Regions from separate parts of the Pan paniscus genome. Here region 2 is linked to region 1. Evidence: chromatin contacts called from public Hi-C data. All regions are on one chromosome and are shown on one strand. Each heading gives the region's core, a stretch centred on a gene start, on an enhancer-like site or on the middle of the called end of the contact. The rest is flanking DNA. Distances are from core to core; before and after follow the strand shown. Region 1 holds the start of NCOA7 (nuclear receptor coactivator 7). Region 2 holds the start of LOC112440062 (small integral membrane protein 26-like).

What was found. Hi-C and Micro-C count contacts between places; a contact is called where the count stands out from the background.
Region 2: a contact with region 1 is called in a Hi-C map of fibroblasts, with 3 times the contacts expected there. The contact joins the promoter of LOC112440062 here to the promoter of NCOA7 in region 1. A contact is called at or near these places in 2 of 3 Hi-C or Micro-C datasets (fibroblasts and induced pluripotent stem cells).

What each region holds. Positions count from the first base shown.
Region 1 is chr5:145,771,942-145,776,830 of NHGRI_mPanPan1-v2.0_pri, reverse strand. NCOA7 (nuclear receptor coactivator 7) reads right to left here and starts at 2,261. Exons shown (of 16, transcript XM_034962810.4): 1 at 1,990-2,261.
Region 2 is chr5:145,938,101-145,942,912 of NHGRI_mPanPan1-v2.0_pri, reverse strand. LOC112440062 (small integral membrane protein 26-like) reads left to right here and starts at 2,609. Exons shown (of 1, transcript XM_024929012.2): 1 at 2,609-2,896. The coding sequence starts at 2,609. The coding sequence ends at 2,896.

The DNA of each region.
Region 1 (4,889 bases), core at 1,012-3,511:
GGGAGAATTACCTCATAACCTTAATGACGTATTACAGAAAGATAGCATATGGTCCTAAAGATGTCAGAATTAAAATATAAATGTTAAAATAACTGAGTTTGCCTATTTATACAAAGAAGCAATTTTTGAAATTCAATTAAATTTCACCGGCCACAGAACAATTCTGTGATTCTAAATTGTGGTTTTTAGATGAAAGCTTGAAACACAGTTCATTCATTCAACAAATAACTAATGAGCACTTATTCTGCATAAGATGCAGAAGATTACAGGATTTAAAAAAAAAAAAGATTCAAGATTCTGTCCTATTTGAGCTTATACTGAGTCACTTCTCCAAATCTCTATACCTAAGTAAGTGACTATAAAATTGGAGCTTACAGTGATGCATTTTTCAAAACTTTAAGCCTTATTGCTGAATATAAAATAAAAAATGATAGTCTGGGAAGAGGGAATCTTGCCAAAAGCTCTGATGTATAAACTTTACACCTAGAGGAGAAAAAAAGCATTAATACATAACCAGTTTCTGAGAAATACAGAGCATAACACCGAGTTGGAAGTTAGGCTGGGCACAAGGCTGCCTCTGCTGGCTGACCCGGTACATCTTTCCAGCAGAATCTCAACTCCCGACACCTGTATCAAAGTTGCCACTCTTAAAACACATCCCTTCACGTAAGCAGAGGCTCCTAAATACTCAGCACAACAATATCCCAGCCTCATCGATCTCCCGAATAATCTGACTTCTAGAAGGACCTTCTCTAAATTGGCCCTAACGTGTTGACGGTAAGGGTTTGCACCATCGATTTTATATACCAACTAGCTAGCTCTAAAATACACAAAAATCCACAGCGACTTCTACATGCCACTAATAACCCTTTGCCTGTCTACATGTTTTGGCTAGAAAGATGGGAAGAACGCATCTGCTAATCCAGCCGGAAAAACACAGTGACATATTTCCACCTGAGCTGCTGAAAATCCAACGGTCTTCTCCCCAAATAAGACCCATGCCAACCTGTCCTCCCCACTCTCGTACCGGCGCGCACCCCCACGAGCCCCCCAGGGGGTGGGCGGGGAAGGGTCAATCTCTCCTTCGCCCCCGCTCGGCCTCCCGAGCTCAAGCAGAGGTTTTCAGGTTCACAGGGGGCTACGCCCAGCGCCATTAGCACACCTCCGAGCGCTCCACCGAGCCCCCGGCGGGAGGCAAGTTTGGCCGGTCCTGGACCCTGCTCGCGGCCTCTCGGCGGCAGCATCAGCGGCGGGCGGCGGCGAGGGCTGGGCCCCGCCTCACCACCTACCTACAGGGCGGGGGCGCCGGCTCCTGGGGTCCGGGAGAAGGGGATCGGTCGCATGCATTTCTGGGAGCGGTGGCCTCTGCTGCTGGGCGCCGGGGAGCGCATCCTCTCGGCGGGTGGAAGGAGGGGTCAGGGGAGGACCGTACGCCGAGGAGGAGCAAGAGGAGGAGGCGGGAGCTCCGAGGCGCGCGCCCGCGGGGCCCCGCGTCCGGATGGGGTGTGCGCAGCCGCCGCAGTCGGGGTGTCTTAGGCCTCTTCCCACGCGCGACGCCTCGCCAGCCCCGCAGCTGCGCCCACCGTCAGGGCATCGGCCGCTACGGGGTCCCGGGCCCGGCCGAAGGCGGGCAGTCGCGGGTGGCGCGACGCTGTGCAGACGCCCGCCTCTAGCTCCGCCCGGCCAGTGGCGCGCGCTGCGCCCCACAGCGGTTGCGGGGGCCTGGGAGCTCGGCGGCCGGGCTCTGCCGCTCGGATTGCAGTTGCGGCATCCTCCCCGCCCCCCGCGACCTCCGAGCTGGGAGGCTGGGCACCCTGGCTACCCGCGGCTGCTGCAGCCTCCGCTGCCGCGAGCCCGGCGGCTCCGCCCCGGAGAGCTGCGCGCGCGGCCTCCGCAGGCCTCGGCCCTTTGTGGCGCCTCCCGAGTGCGGACGCCTTGCTGCCCCAGCGAACCGCCGCCTGGCAGCGGCACCTAGGAGGGTCCTCTTACCTCACCCCGGGCCGCTTCCCCCTTACAGTTGGCCCGCCTGGCCCCTACTCTTCGTGGGAAGTAAGGCTTTGACAGCAGAGCAGGAGTTAGAGCTTTTCCCCAGCTTTAAAGCCCTTTGACTTTCCTTCCAGCTCAGGACCGATGGCCACAATAAATTCATCCTTGTGTCCCTTCTGGCGTTGCGTTTAGCAGAGGGGCCCACCATCTCCTTCCCCCTCCCGTTCCCGGTACAGCATCCTGGATGCTGCCAAATTGCAGTCATTACAGCAATAAGAACATAGCAGTTGGGCCCTCCAGCCGACTCTTGGCAGAGACTCGAGAGAACCTTGGAGGGGGAAGGTTTGCATCAGCTGCGGGGCCTGTGCCTGTGAGCTCCCCATCCCCAGTTGGGTGCTGTTCCCTCTGCGGTCCCATGACCAGCACTGCAACATGACTAGGAGGATCTGGCCGTGGAGTTCATTCACTCTTATACGCAGAAAAATATCCCAAGGAAGGGCCTGCAACTACTCTGTTAACAGTGTGTTACAGGCCTTCCACACAGATAAACTAGATAGCAGCCTCCTCTGGGTTGTTGACGCAGCTTAAGCTGTAATAACCTCTCTGGAAGGCGGAGCAAAGCGTTAACAGTGGTGGCTTTGGCATTTCAGCAGCAGGTGGTCATGTTATACTGTCTTGCAAATGTGGAATAATTGCCCAATTTTGCACTAAGCACGTATTAATTTAGACGTCAGGTTTATATCTTTGGGATTTGAATGTAAAGATGTTGGATTTTTTTTTCTGTAGCCATTGTGTTATTTGTAAGTTGTTTAGCATTTAGTAAGGGAAAATTAGGTTCCTAAAATATAAAGAGCTGATTGCATTGTAGCAAAGGAACATGGTTTGAGATCTCCAGGGAAGCTGAGCTGCTCTCACAGTTCTTTGATGAGTGCTTTTATGATTTTGCAATCTAAGGTTATTGAAAATGAGGCAAAAGAAAAACATGTTCCATGGCAAGGACAAATTGTGACTAAATAGCTAAGATTTTTTGAGATAGTTCTTTTAAGCAAATTGAAGTTTGGGTGTGAGGCCCTGTGGGAGCTGCACTGCGCTTGTCCAGGAAGCACCCAGTGGGGTGTGACTTGGCTGTTTCCTGACACTGGTTGATCTAGAGCCCCACTTTATTTTCAAAAGATAACTATTATTATTTATGATATTTTCCCAAATTGAGAATTACTTGATTATAGGAATATGTATGTACATATCTGATGTATAAGTAACAGGTTGAAGTCACTTAGGAGAATTTGGCAGTTGCTTACTCTTTAACAAAATTTTTAAGTTTTGAATGTAGTTTCTGAAGGAAGTGTCCATTGACTTACAAGTTTTCACTGTTTCTCATCCTTTTACTACCAAGAGGCCCCTGTTGTTTTTCTCTCTATGGACTCCATGTTTTGTAAATAAATTAAGCAGTGATGTTTTTATTAGACAAAAAGCTATAACTGAGTATGAATTTTTAAAGTTGTGACCATCAATTATAAAACGTCAGTCTTCTGGCCACGCGCGGTGGCTCACGCTTGTAATCCCAGCACTTTGGGAGGCCGAGGCGGGTGGATCACGAGGTCAAGAGATCGAGACCATCCTGGCCAACATGGTGAAACCGCATCTCTACTAAAAATACAAAAAAAAAAAAAAAAAAAAAAAAATTAGCTGGGTGTGGTGGGTCCTGTAGTCCCAGCTACTTGGGAGGCTGAGGCAGGAGATTCACTAGAAACCGGAATGCAGAGGTTGCAGCGAGCGGAGATTGCACCACTGCACTCCAGCCTGGTGACAGAGCGAAACTCCATCTCAAAAAAAAAAAAAAAAGGTCAGTCTTCCAAAGATATTGCAAGGAATGTAAGAATCCATCTTTATGAACTCCTCTAGGACTGCATGCTGTATCATATGCTTCTTATAACATTTTTATTATACTGAAAGTCCTGATATAATAAAGATTTCTGCTCCCCAGCTAAGGGAGTACAAACTCCTAAAGATTCTTCACTCGTTCCTTTCCATTAACTGATTTACCTAAGCCTTGGCTTTATAGATAAATTGGAAGAAATGAAACTCTTCCTTGCGTGTGTTGTCCAGTACTGTATGCCTTAGCTACTTGTAGCCGTTTAAATTTAAATTATGGCTAGACTGTGCTTTTGGATAGCACAAACTAGAACATTTTCATTATTGCAGAAAATCCTTTTGAACAGTGCTGCCCTAAATAGAAAGTCAAATTTTAATTGGGAGATAAGATATAATACATGAAATAATTTGGGAAATCTTAGTATACTACAGATCAAACCTCAGTAGAAAGTGTACTTCTTAAGAACATGGTAATCTTTAAGAATTCAGGCTCTGGCTTCAGACTACAGCTCCACCACGTGCTGACCTTGGGTAAACTACTTAACCTCAGTTGCTTTATCCGTAAAGGATATGCTTTATCCATAAAGAATGGTAACAGTACCAACTTTATAGGGTGGATATAGGAATTAAAGGAGATAATCCCAAGTGGTTCTTAAAGTCTAGAATGTGGCCATCAATCAAAGGTATTACTAGAATAATATACTTTATTATGTTTTTAAAAATGGTATCCCTAACACTTTTCACTGTTCTTGGCTGCGGAAGTTACTTGGTAAATGCTGAATTAATGAAAAAATATAATACCACACTGATTTTATGGCTGTGAGGGCCACCTTTAAATATGAAGACTGGCCTTTCTCTGTTGAAGGGTATGGGCCATTGGAGGATAATTTAGGTGGATTTGTCATTTAACTTTTGCAGGAATAAACAACCTTTGTATGATGAGACTTTGAAGTAGATAAGAGAAGCAGAGATCCCTTCCTCTCTTAAAGGAAGAAGAGAGGGATCACTTCACTCCGCCATTTGTTTGTTTC
Region 2 (4,812 bases), core at 1,360-3,859, 170 kb before region 1:
TAAATCTAATGGTCACTTCTCAGTCCTCATCTTTTCAGCAACAGTTGGTCATTCCCTCTCCCTTGACAAACTTTTCCCCTCTTGGTTTCCTGGACACCATACTTTTTTTTTTTTGTTTGCTTTCCTTCTACTTCACTGGCTGTTTCTTCTCAGATTCCTGTGCTACTTCCTCTTCTTCCAAACCTCTCTCATCATTTAAGGGCTTTGGTCCTAGGTTCTCTTCTCTTTACCTACACTCACTTTCTTGGTCGTCTCATGCAGTCCGTGGCTTTAAATACCATATATTTGCCAATAACTCCAAAATTTAAATCTGTAATATAGAACTCTCCCCTGAACTTCAGACTCAAATATCCAACTGCCTACTAAACCACCCCATACCCATGTTTAATAAATGTTATAAATTAGCCTGAATGAGCTACTATGGGGAGAGATCCTCTCTCACCCCACCAAAACCTGCTACCATCTCAGCTGAGGGAAACTCCATTCCTCCAACTGCTCAGGACAGAAACTTTGAAATCATACCTGACACTTCTCTTTAACTACTCTTAGCCAATCCATAAAGAAATTCTGTAAAGTACATTTAGACATTGCTGTTATCACTACTATCACTTTTGACTGAGCTACCATCACCTCTCACATGACTTATTTTGACAACCTCCTAATTAGTCTTATTACTTCCAACCTTACCCTCCAATCCCCATTACTGTCTAGTCTCAGCACAGCAGCTAGGGTGATCCTTTTAAAATGTAAGCCAGATCATGTCACTCCCCTGCTCGACATCCTCCAATAGTTCCCTAGCCCATGAGAGTAAAAGCTAGAAGTACTTACCTATGAGGGCCTGTAAGTCCCTGCAGTGTATGCCACATGCCCACCCTTTACATTCTGACATCAGCTGCCACCAACATTTCCATTGCTAACCCTGTTGCAGCAACACTAGTCTCTTTGTTGTTACTTGTATAGGCCAGGCATGCTCCTGCATTTGAGCTTCTGCACTGGCTGTCGCTCTGCTTGGAACACTCTTTCTACCACTAGTCATATGGCTTACTCCTTTCATCTCTTTCAAGTCTGTGAAAGATAAAACACAGCTGGACATTTGGTGAAAACGGATTTTATTCAGCAACTACTGACAGAAAGGGATAGAGTTGAGCTCCTTTCTGATTTGTGCAGAGGAGACTGAGTGTTTAGAAGGGAGAATTGGGGGAATGGGAGGGTTAAAGAAGAGTCAGAGAAGTGAAAAATTACAAAGGGTTGGTCAGTGTAAATGGGATTAGGCCAGCTGTGTCTGCTAGCTGGCAATTATCAAAATTAGGTTCTATCCTCCCACAGAGACTTGGGAGACAGGGGCCCTGTATTAGTCTGTTTTCATGCTGCTGTTAAAGACATACCTGAGACTGGGAAGAAAAAGAGGTTTAATTGGACTTACAGTTCTACATGGCTGAGGAGGCCTCAGAATCATGGCAGGAGGTGAAAGGCACTTCTTACATGGTGGCGGCAAGAGAAAATGAGGAGGAAGCAAAAGCGGAAACCCTTGATAAACGCATCAGATTTCGTGAGACGTATTCACTATCACTAGAATAGCACAGAAAAGACCAGCCCTCATGATTCTATTACCTCCCCCTGGGTCCTTCCCACAACACGTGGGAATTCTGGGAGATACAATTCTGGTTGAGATTTGGGTGGGGGCACAGCAAAACCATATCAGGCCCTATCCCTCCTGATAATTACATTGCAAAGAAATGGCTTTCAAGTCCTTGAAAAAGACACTTCTGAGTTACAGGAGATACAGATTCACAATTGTGAGCCCTTTTTAGTAAATGGTCTAAAAAGTAAGGCCAAGGGCCTGTCATCCGGGGTTGACTAGAACACACAGTAAATTCTTCTGGCAGCACTGGGCTTGGCAATGCAGGCATTTGTGAGGAGAATGGGGGTGGCGGGGTCATGTTAGGGACATGGCCTTACGCTGCTAGAAGCAATGCTGCAGTTTAGTCATCTCTCAGTGTAGAGGTTTGGGCAGAGTCATTACATGCCAAAAGTTCTGCAGCTCTCAAGTCTTTGTTAAAATGTTTCTGTCTCAATCAGTTGAACTCGGACTACCCTTGCAACCTACACCCTTACTGTCACCCTAGGTACTCCCTTCCCCTTTAACTGGCTCTGTTTTTTCCATCTCATGCGTTAACTTCTACACATTTAAATATTTAGTATTATATAGTAATATGTATTACATATATTGAAATCCTCATATTCAACTTATTATGCTTACTCATTTCATTATTGTCTGCTTCATCTCTATTGAATGTAATCTCAACAGGAATTTTTATCTGTTGTGTCTATTGTGTTCATTGATGTATTTTCAGTGCCTATATGTGGAGTGTGAGATTCAGAGAGTAATCAAGGACAATTCCGACTTTCTTAATCTGAAAACTGGAAAGTTGAAACTGCTGTTTACCAAGATGGGGAACTCTGTGGGCAGAGCAGTTTGGAGGTTGGGCAGGGAAGATCAGGCATTCAGTTTTGGGTATGTTAATTTGAGATGCTGTGTCATTCAGTTTAGGCTATGTCTCTTGCAGTAAACAGCTCCAGGAGGATAGAAGCCCTCGCTGGCATCCCCATGTATCAAAACCAGTTCACGGCCTGGTACTGGCAGATGTCCGTGGTCAGCACCGGGACCTTGGTGGGCTCAATGTTTTACTTTGGCCAGAAAAAGGAGAAGCCAACAGGTGATGAAGTAGAACAAAAGGATGCCTCAACAAGTGAAGTACCCAGTGAACTATCTGAATGCCCAAAAGGGTTTTATGTGCAAACGATGGTCACATATAAAGAAGATTTTGTCCCAATTACTGAAAAGATCCTCACCTATTGGAAATCATGGACTAGTGGCCCTGGTGCAGAATCGTGACTGGCTGCTGAATTCTGAAAACCAGGACTTGGTTCAACATGTAAATTTGATAGCTGCCTTGATTCCCATTTTGTGTTTGTGAAAAGTGTGTATATTTTATTTTGCTGTAAAACATAATCACTAATAACATGCAATAAACATTTTCTTGAAGGAAACAAAACAACTCCAAAAATCTTAATGCTTTAAAGCAAAAAAGTTTATTTCTTGCTCACTCACATTTGTGTCTACTGCAGGTCAACTGTGTCTTCGTGGACTTTATCTCATGACCCAGGCTGAAGGAGCAGCCTCCACCTGGAATGTTTCTGGTGTCAGGGCAGAGGGAAGACATAACACAATGGAGCCACGTGATGGCTTTTAAGGCTTCTTCTCAAAAACAACTTAAGTCAGTTGCACCGCATGTCATTGACCAAAGCAAATCCCAAGGCCAGCCCTGACATCAGCAGAACAGGGTAAGTATAATGCTGGCACTGGACAAGGCAACAAATATTATGAACAATAATACACTCCATTACAGATGCCTATTTGGTACATCTAAGTGACAATGTCATTAGTAATTGGACATATGAGCCTGAGGTTCAAGACAGAAGTCCAACCTGGAGATACACAGTTTAGAATTTTCAACATATAGTAAAGTATTTACATTCATAAAATTAGAAGAGATCACCCAGGGGGTAAGTAGAAGTAGAAAAGAGAAAAATTCCAAGGACCAAGCTTGGAGCACTCTAGCATTGTGAAATCAGATAAATGACAAATAATGAGACGTGAATGAGAAAAAGTGTCCTATGACACAGGAGAACAAGGAGAGAATGGTGTCCTGAAGGCAAAGCAAAGAGTGTTTCAAATAGGAAGGTGTGATCACTATGCCAAAGGCCACTAATAGCATGAGAAAGAGGAAGACTCAGAATTGAGCTAAGGTCATTGAAAAAGCTGATAAAAGCAGTTTTAGTGTTAGAGCTGGGGAGAAAGGCTGATTCCTGTTGGTTTAAGAGAGAATGATGAAAAAGGAATTTAAGTCAGTAAGTTAATAACCAAAGAGATTATTCATAGGAAAAAAGATAAGTTACACAAAAAATATCAGCGACTATGAGCTACACTGATAAAGGCCAGAAGAGGTAGAGATACCGGAGTGGCTGAGCAAAGTGACTGTTACCAACTGAAAGTAAATAAATTTCTTTCATGTTAAGTTGCTCAGGTGTCTCCATTCCTTGAAACCTCAGGAAACTCAACTAACTTACCATTCTTTCCCCACCAGCTTTCTAACTCTACCTTTATCACATTTTAAAAATTTTATACACTTGCTTCAGTTTGCAAGCTGTGTATCCTGGTATGTTAAATGGATTGTTAAATTATTCCATTATTATATGCTGTTTAAATCCTATACATAGGACAGATGCTTTCTAGATGTTCCTGTCAGCTCCCAATACTTATTTGAATGTAAATTCCCTGTGGGTGGGACGTGGTCTTGTTTATCAAAACATCCAGCCTGGTATCTGGCACACAGTAGGCAGTGGAAAAACATTAATTGTGGGAATGGATAGATGGATTGTACATATTAAAAAATGTACAGTGAAATCTGATTTTCTCAATGGCATCACTAATGGCATAGCTACTGGTATTGTCCTTTCAAATTCAACTTTTCTTTTTGTGGGTTTTCATTTCTCTCCCTGATGCTAAATGCATAATACTCTTTTTATTGCTGCTTCAAATACCAGTTAATATCAGTATTCTGGGTGGAGCTGTTCCTGGCAGGCTGTCATGAACCTAAGAGGCTGCCTTGGCACAGAGGCCCAACCTAACTGATGACCAATCCTTTCTCAAGAGCATTCCAGGGCATCTTCTCTCAGCAGGAAACTGCTGGCCGGGCCGTACCCTTAGAAGGGGATAGTGGACCCTTCTAGTGCAAGAGATTAGCTCAT